Linked DNA regions of Gossypium arboreum: region 2 is linked to region 1. The links are chromatin contacts, called in public Hi-C maps. All regions are on one chromosome and are shown on one strand. The core of a region is the stretch at or near the end of the contact, and the rest is flanking DNA. Distances in the headings are between cores, read along the strand shown. Region 1 holds the start of LOC108460663 (E3 ubiquitin-protein ligase RING1). Region 2 holds the start of LOC108458056.

Region 1 (4,369 bases), core at 74-2,573:
AGCTTCACTATATTAGCTCGTAAATTCATTTGATCATCATTCAACACTAAATTTGATTCGCAATAAATTGAACTAAAATCCCAACTTTTAGAAACACCAAAATTATCAAGATCGCACTAGAAAAAAGGGTATCATAATGCATACAATTGTTAAAACGGAATAAAGATACTCACAATTCTCAATCCAAATCTTCTTGCCTCGTCTCTGCATTATCACCTGGTGCAGGTCCAGGTCCCCGAGCCTGAAACGGCCAAGGCAGCGATATCCTAAAACTCCTCTCGACAGTCCGATTATCCCCATCAGACCTCTGCCCACTATTATCACCGTCATTACCTCCACTGGTCCCTTGTGCCCCGCGAACCCTCCTCTCATAATCAGGATCATCAGTAGGCAGCTCGTGACGACACACGGGGCACGAATTATGCAATTCCAGCCACGGCAATAAGCAATCCTTATGATAAAGATGCTTACAGGGCATCTGCTTGGCTTCAGTCCCTTCCTCGAAATCGTCCATGCAAACTGCACACTGGTTGAACTCCGAATTCAAGTTACTCTTCGTTATATTCACCAAAGGCAGCGCTTCAATGGCTGATTTAGATGCGGGTGGGGTCCCATACCGGTTAGGGTCGTTTTCGGCCAGCTGCTGGATCAATTGCTCAAGGCCCGGTCCGATGAAATAATCCCCGATGTTCGCCGGAAGCCGAAAGCCCTGGTCGGACGGATTGTTCTGGATCACGAACTCGATCTGCGCCCCGCTTGAACGCAGATCGTTGAGATGATTCTGGATGAAGGTAAACGGATCGAAAGCGAACGGGTCGCCTCGACCTGAGCGGGTCGGCCCAGATAGGCTAGGGTTATTAGGGTCAATAGAAGCAGAGGATGAGGTAGTTGTGGATGAAGAGGACGGAAAAAGGAGCGGAAGGAGGGAAGCGAACGGATCCGATAACGTCAAGAAAGGGTCATGGAACGGGATTGAGTTCGGATTCGGGTTTAGGAAACCGGAGCCTTGATTAGGGTTTGGGTTGTCGTATTCTTCGAGGAAACCCTCGTTGCAAATGGGACAAGTCGGATCAGAAGAGGGAGGGGATATTGTTATGTTAACGGTACGGCTGCATTGGTAGCAAAAGAAAGGCTTATTGGTTACGCCGACGGTGTTAGCGCCGCCGCCGCCGGTGACGTTCCCGTCGGACGACATGTTTCACCTTTTAGAATTGTTTTGGACGGAAAAGCCAGAGAGGAAAAGGATATGTGTATCGAAGGTGGTCTTTTAGGGAGATCAATTTTCTCTTTTTAGAGGCTTCTAGAAGCTATACCAAGTTTAATTAATTACTTTTTAAATAATTAGAGGGTATTTGATGGTCACTATTCACTACTACAATCTAATTTCTTAGCCAACAAATTTTAAATTGTGCCCACCCTCAAAATATTTTAATTAAATTTTTAATTATCTCATTATTAATTTGTATATTAAATGTTCGATTAAATTTTAATTTAATTGACATTATTACTTATCTTAATATATAAAATATACAAATTTAAAACAACTATTATCTTTTAATTTAAAGGTCATGAACGAGTTATAATTTATTTAAGTATTGTCTCAAAAAATAGAGACTTAACATTTAGTCAATTGGTTAAAGTTGTAAGCTCTATAATTATATTCTGAGATGGAATTTAAAAATTGCTTGTTAATGGTGTGCGTGATAAAAATGTTTTATTCTAATCAATGATATATGAATTGCACTAAAAAAATACGAAAATATAATTACTATATGGACAACTTGAATCTAATATATTAAAAATCGCTTGCTAGTGGTGCAAGTAGTAAAAGTGATTTACTCCTACCATTAACGTGTGAGTTGTAAAAAAAAATAATCACATAAGTGTGATTAGTCCCAGATAATAAATGTAATCAATTAATCTTCTAAAGATAGTTAATGGTTATAAAGTCTTTTCATGGTTGATAACTAGAGAAACTAGCTTAAGGTCATGCCAATGCCGGGCTCAACCACCTAAAATCGTTAGGTGGGTCGACAATGTTAGGTCTTGCTTACTAGACTAATGAAACCACCCATACCCGTATAACCATTGCAAATACATGCTCCAAAAATACAAATAAGTTGACCTTAAAAACGACAAAGAAATTAAGCATAAACACCGCATAGGGGAAGTTACAAGAACCTTAACCTAAGACAACTTTTAAGCAATACAAGTAGCTATCGTTGTTATACTTTAAACGTTGGATCGACTGACCACTAACTCTAATCAGCCATCAACCCATCAAACAAACAGGCTACATGATTATTGCTTCAGTCAAGGTCTTGATCCTACCCCTGAATGAATCAATCAAATTTCAGCACAAATCTTTCCTTTGAGGAAGTCCCACCTTCCTCAACCCCCTCGGTCCTTCTTTCTTATTCTTGTAGTGGTAGCTCGATTAGCTTCATTCCATCACCTCCTCTCAAACAACTTAACTAATGTTTCATGAGTTCAATTTCCTTGGGCATAGCCCATCAAATGTGTTCCTTCTCTACCTTTTCTAGAATCTCTTTTGATTTGTAGCAATATCTTGACTCATTTCCTCCTACCCAACTCTAAGATTTTCGCTAGACCCGATCCGAAGTCCAAAGGTCCGCTTGAATGGTAAAAAGGTTGGCCAAAAATGCAAGTTCAAAAAATCGGTTTAGGCAAAAAATAATGCATGTTTTTAAACGAGTCAAGTTTCAGATAAAATTTTTTTATTTTTGGCTTGGCCTGACCTGAATCTATTGTTTTGTTGTTGTTTTGCTACCATTTTGTTGTTATATTGCTATATTTTCTTATTATTATTTGAATATTATATAAATCTTATTTTATTATTAATTTTGCTGTTATTTTAGAGGCATTTCCTTGTTAAGTTGCAACTATCTTAATTTTTTTAATATATTTTCAATTTATTAAAAATATTTATTTTAATATTTTAATGTATTAGATGTATTATATTTTTAAAATTTACTTTATATAAAAGAATAATTTAAAAATTTAATATGAGTGAAACAAGCTCAAGATCGAATTTAATATTTTTAATTTGAGTCAAACTTATAATAAAATTTTAAATCCATTTTTTAAATTATGCTGAGCTTGAGCTTAAAAATTAAATTTAAAATTTTACATGACTCAATCAAAACTTAACACAATCCATAATCCAAGTCTAATCTCTACACCTTCAGCCAATGGGTTATAGAATAAAGAGGAAAGTAACTTTTCTGTTTTCAGGTCTGCCTTTCTTGGGCAGCCCCAAACTCCTACTTTAACTTCACCTATGTTTTGTTCAAAGTGGATCATGACTTCGGTGCTGATAAAGCCCTCTTCTATCAGAACTGGGTCTAAGTAGGCCTTTTCCTAAGTTATTTTCTATATAATTTTTAGGGGCCTTTGCAGTGGTCTAGGTCTATCACCCTCTCCTCCAACCCGTAGAAGCCAACTGGCGCTCTTTCGTCCCATCATTGGTCATATCCATCATCACATTCTTTAATGCTACCAGGTGCACATATGCCTATACAATTAGACCATTTCTTTTCAATACATTCAATGTAATCTTTCAATCTTCAATTCCTGATTAGAAGTTTCTGAAACTTTATGGCCTCACCATGATAAAGACAATGCTCTCACCATACACCTTTTTACGACTAGATTCAAAAATGGCTAGCAAATTTAAATGAATGGTCAATCCGAGTACATGAAAAACATATATCAGGTGATCTTGGGTTTTTTACAAATATGATATAAAAAAATTATTATATACGAAAATAGATTGTTAGATAAATTATTTACAAAATAGGTTACTTTTTTTTAGTCGCGCCTACCTGATAGGCGCGACATATTTTTTTATTAATAATTTTTTTTTAATATTTTATTATTATTATTATTATTATTATTATATTTTAAAAAAAATTTGGGTTAAAAACCGGTCGCCCGTAACCTGTAGGCGCCACATGTGGTGCCTGATGCAGGGGCGCCACACCCCATTGACCGTGCAGTGAAGCAATGAAGAATGTGAAGCAAGAAAGAAAGAAAGAAGAAAAAATTTAGTAATTTTTATAATTATTTTAAAATTAGATTGTTAGTAATTTAAAATTATTTGATAAATTTTTGTGTTTGTAATTATTTTAAAATTAATTTATTAATAATTTAAGATTATATATTCTAAATTATTTTGTTTAGTTTAATAATGTTAAATTTATTTTGTTAAATATTTTGCTATAAATAATTTATAACTGTAAAGAAAATAATTTAGAATTTTTTAGAAGCCAAGAGACTAGAAAATTGAAAGTAAAAGAGATTGAGAATAAAAATTAGAAAAGACAGACGAAATTGAATGGAAAAAGAT
Region 2 (4,716 bases), core at 2,105-4,604, 290 kb before region 1:
TTGAAATAATAGTAGAATCGATTGAACCTGTTACGACATCATTGTAGTTGTAATAATTGATGCAAATGTTCGTAAGTGTATAATATCCTCCAATCGGTTAGTATAATTGTAAGACTAGAAAGTATATACATATAATATAAATATATATAGATTATTTTGTATGATCAATGTATTCTCTATTTTATGATCTATAAATATTAATCTTTTCGAGATTCATGATTATTCTTTATATTTTCATATTCTGTTCTTTAAGTTGTGAATTTTGCTTGTGATGCTGCAATACGCCTTGTAATTTCAGCTACATTAGAATTTTTCACAGAACAAAGATAAGTGTTAATGGCATTACCTTTTCTCACAGATGAAATTCCATTCACAAGTTCATCGTCTCTTGCACCGGATGTAACCACCAAGTTCGATCACAAGAAGAGAGATCAGGCAGCCAGATTCAAATGGATAAGAATCATCGAGATGAACTTGTGTTTTCCAGGTTTTGAATCAAGTGCGAAACACAAATCAAAGATTGATGTGGATCAAACCGAGTGCAAAGAATTTTTTTTACTTATTTTCTTGACATGGAAAGGGATTGCATGTATTGATTAGTTTCCTCCAAAACACGGAAAATCCGCAACACTATGAGTCCGAGAAAACAAAATCTGATTGCAAAATAACTCATTATGAATATCAATCTTGCTGTTCAACCAACAAACAAAGCATCTGTCTACAAAGCAGGAGAGGCAGATGCCTCCTCTTCAGTGAAAAACGGGATAGGTTTTGTTGGAGAAGGAAGGCGGCCAATGCTGTCAACTTTATCCTTCAATTTCGGAGGAGGCCTGGCTGGTTTTGGCAACAACCTGCCCTTCTTTTCAAACCACTCAGGTTTGAGCAAAGCTCTCAACCCTAATTTGTTATAATGAACTCTCCTCACAGATCCACCCGCAGCTTCGACTGCTTCCTTTGCTCTAACAGTCACCCTTGACACCTGTAAATTTCAACAGTCAGATCGACTCCTTTTCCCGGTTCCAATCAATTAAGAAAAGGAAACACATGCATAATGAATCGACGCACGGAATCTAAAGGTTCACTCAATTCAACATCACAGAACATATTTAACTAGCACCCGGAAAACACTAGTAAAAAATTAGAAGTCTATAAGCGTGATTGATCTATCTGAAAGTAAAACCTATAAAAGATATCGTGCAAGTAGAATTAATAAATACATTAGATGATGTGTGGTTCTTTTAATTATTCTAAACCAACATAAGTTAATTCAAAAAGGGCTAAGAAGAAGAAATGACAAGTCAGCAGTGTAACATGAACGATTTAAGTCAAATCTTTTACCTCGAGATGAATTGGCCATTTGATCTGTTCAGCACCACGACCCATCAACCTTACTCCATCCTCTATCTGTTTCCCGATGGCCCCAGCATCCTATGTAACAGCAATAATTAGTGTGAATTACGCTTAAAAGGTGATTTAACTTCGAATATCAGAGCAAGAGTTAACTCTACCTTGAGTGTCTTCATCGTGATCAATTCATGAGAATCTATCTTCCCAGCATTTATAAGCTTGGCAATTTTTCCCAATCCTACCGGCTGCCGGAAAAACGAATGTACAAGTAATTTAACAAGTGAAGAGAAAAAGCTCAAATAAAAAATGAAATACAACTACAACCAAAATATTTGAACGAATATGCTAACCTTACAAGAAGTAAAAAAAAAATTAGTACTCAAATTTTCTCGATGTCATGAACATCAACACAAGAATTAATTCTCAATGCCAAAAAAGTACAGAACGGAAATTCTAACTTATTTATTCCTTTAAAAAGTAGTGTTAAAGTAGCTAAACAAGATAGAAACCTCAATGGACTAAAAGAAATGGAATATGAACATCACCACGGAAAAGCTGACTACAAGCATTCAAGATAATCAATACATAAATTTCCATCTCACATGATACCATATTGGAGATATCAACTGGCAACAGTACAATAGCACATTTCCCTTTAGAACTTCAAATATGTTGGACCTCTATATATGAGTTTGCACAAAGGATTAAAAAAGAAAAGAAAACTTTTTTAAAAGTGACAAATAACCCAAAGAAACATCAGCTTGTAAGATGGTTATAGGAGAATCAAAATACATATCCCAATATCCAGCAGCAATGATAGATCAAACCTCAAAATGTGAAAACTATGAGAAAATGATTCTCCTTCCTTTCTAACTTATGAGTAAAATAAGCTCAACATGCAATCGCATTGAGGTGCGGATTGATAAAGTGTGTAGAAATCCTGGTCTAGCTGATTCATTTTCATCTTTTGGCCAAGTAGAAAAGTGTAGCAAGGAACAACCATGATAATGTGCCATGTTTTCTACTCTTAATTCATTCCCCCAAAGGAGAAAGCAAGAACTAGCATTTCACTCACAAATGCACTAGTTACCAACCAATTAGCAAACTTCAACATTTACATACAATTCCCTTTCTTCAAATAAACATAATACACAAGTCAAGAGAAACACTGTAGCAAGGAACAACCATAATAATGCGCATGTTTTCTACTCTTAATACTTTCTCCCCACAAAAATGGACTACGGCAAGAACTTGCATTTCACTTACAAATTCACTAGTTACCATCCATATAGGAAATTCCAACATTTACATATATACATGTATATTTGAAATTGCATATTTTCAGTATCAAATAAACATAATACATAAGCCATGAGAAAGGAGACATTAATTCAACATATAATTCATATAAAGGCAACGAAAGAAAACTTCTAGAAAGAAAAGTATCCCTTCAGATTTACAAAATATCTAAGAAAAAATAAAGAAAAATGGTACTTGAAAAGTGAGGCTGAAAGGGTTCTTAAAGCCGCGTTTAGGCAAACGCCGCCGCATAGGGGTCTGCCCTCCTTCAAATCCCAACTTGCCATTACCTCTAGCTTTCTGTCCTTTATGTCCTCTCCCAGCCGTTTTTCCTTTACCAGACCCAATCCCTCTCCCTTTCCTCGTCTTCTGTTTTCTGGGAACATTGTCTTTCAGATCATTCAAGCTCAAAAGACTATAAGACCTAATACCCTGAAACCATAATGACCCATTTTTGCTAATGGGGTTGGAACATTGGAGAGATTGCAGGGAATGGAAATGGTGGAGTGGTGATGGGCTGCAGATGGGTTTGGTCTTGAGGAAATGAGAAGAAACTGAGGATATTGAAGGGAGTATTCTTCTAATCATTGCAAAAACTGTTAGGGTTTCGGGGCTTTCAATCGAATTGGGAAATTTTGATCATGTGTTACGGTTGTGATCTAGGGTTTCGTTTCATAAAAAAGTGACCTAGCTTGTGGGAAATTTTGATTTAAAGGGTAAACTGCAACACAGGTCAGCCAACTATTGTCCTTTTCCTTTTTGGTCACCCAATTACCAATTTTTTTAATTTGGTTACCCAACTATTACCCCTTTTCTCTTTTGGTCACCTAACTATCAATTTATTAAATTTGGTCACTCAACTAATCGAGATTGTTCTCTTTTGTCCATTTCCGTTAAGTGCGATTGACAGGAGAGTAACATGGCAATTGAAAAATTAATATAAGAATAAATTTATCCCTCAATTTTTACATTTTATGTCAATTTAGTCATAATTTTAAAAAATTAACCTTCAAAATTTATAAATAATCTCAATTTGATCCTCAAAACTTACCTTCCTCTTTCGCTTCCCCCACACCACTACCATCCACCTCCTCCTCCAAGTGGGGCAACTGATTATGAAGATGACCATGCTTTATAATAAATAAAGAAAATTGGAAAAAGGTTGTTTCTTACAACTGGGCAATAAATTAACAATCAATTGCAATCTTCTAATTGCTGAGATATTAATATTGTTATTAATTTACTGTTTATGCAACTCTGTCCCCAAATGGGGCGAGGCTCCACCAAACTCTGTATAAACCAAACAGGAGAAAGGTGAAACTAGAGGTGGAGGCAACAATGATAGTGGCGGTGGGACAAGTCGAAAAAGAAAGGTAAATTTTGAGGATCAAATTGAAATTATTTTTAAATTTTTAGGATTATTTTAAAAATTATGATTAATTTAATATAATATATAAAAATTAAGGGTTAAATATGTTATTATATCAATTTTTTAACAGCCAATTCACCCACCCATCAACGACACTTAATAGAAAGGGACCAACAGAAATCTCGATTAGTTAGATGAACAAATAAAAAAAGTTGATAGTTGAGTGAAAAAAAAAATAGGTGACTGGTGGTGTAGTTTACTGTTGTTTAAATTAGTGATGTCACTGTGTTAGAAGAAGAGAAGCTTTGGGATTTTAGGGTTACTGAAAATTAAACGACAACTGTTTTATCTTTGGAAAAACTGTGGGTAAATTTTATAAATAGTGATTCAACTATTAGTTTATTTCCATTAAATCTCAAATGGAATGTTGATTTGATTTTTTTATTGGTATAATAATAAAATTATCCCTCCAATATTTAGAGATTTTATAAATTTAATCTTAATTATTAAAAAGTTGATAAATGCAACCAAGAACTTTACACATCCTATCAATTTAATATTGATTTTTAGAAATTAAATTTTTAATAAACTTTAAAAACAAAACTATATTTAAATTTTTTAATAAAATACATATAAAGTTATAAAATATTTATAAATAAATAACTAATTTTCTCATTTTCTAAAATGACATTTATTTATTA

Evidence for each region. Hi-C and Micro-C count contacts between places; a contact is called where the count stands out from the background.
Region 2: a Hi-C map of leaf shows a contact between it and region 1, with 3 times the contacts expected there. The contact joins the promoter of LOC108458056 here to the promoter of LOC108460663 in region 1. A contact is called at or near these places in 2 of 5 Hi-C or Micro-C datasets (both in leaf).

The regions. Positions count from the first base shown.
Region 1 is chr4:116,253,199-116,257,567 of ASM2569848v2, reverse strand. It overlaps LOC108460663 (E3 ubiquitin-protein ligase RING1), which reads right to left and starts at 1,323. Exons shown (of 4, transcript XR_008281276.1): 1 at 618-1,323; 2 at 174-526.
Region 2 is chr4:116,541,067-116,545,782 of ASM2569848v2, reverse strand. LOC108458056 reads right to left here and starts at 3,354. Exons shown (of 4, transcript XM_017757295.2): 1 at 2,842-3,354; 2 at 1,509-1,592; 3 at 1,339-1,428; 4 at 638-979. The coding sequence starts at 3,234. The coding sequence ends at 719.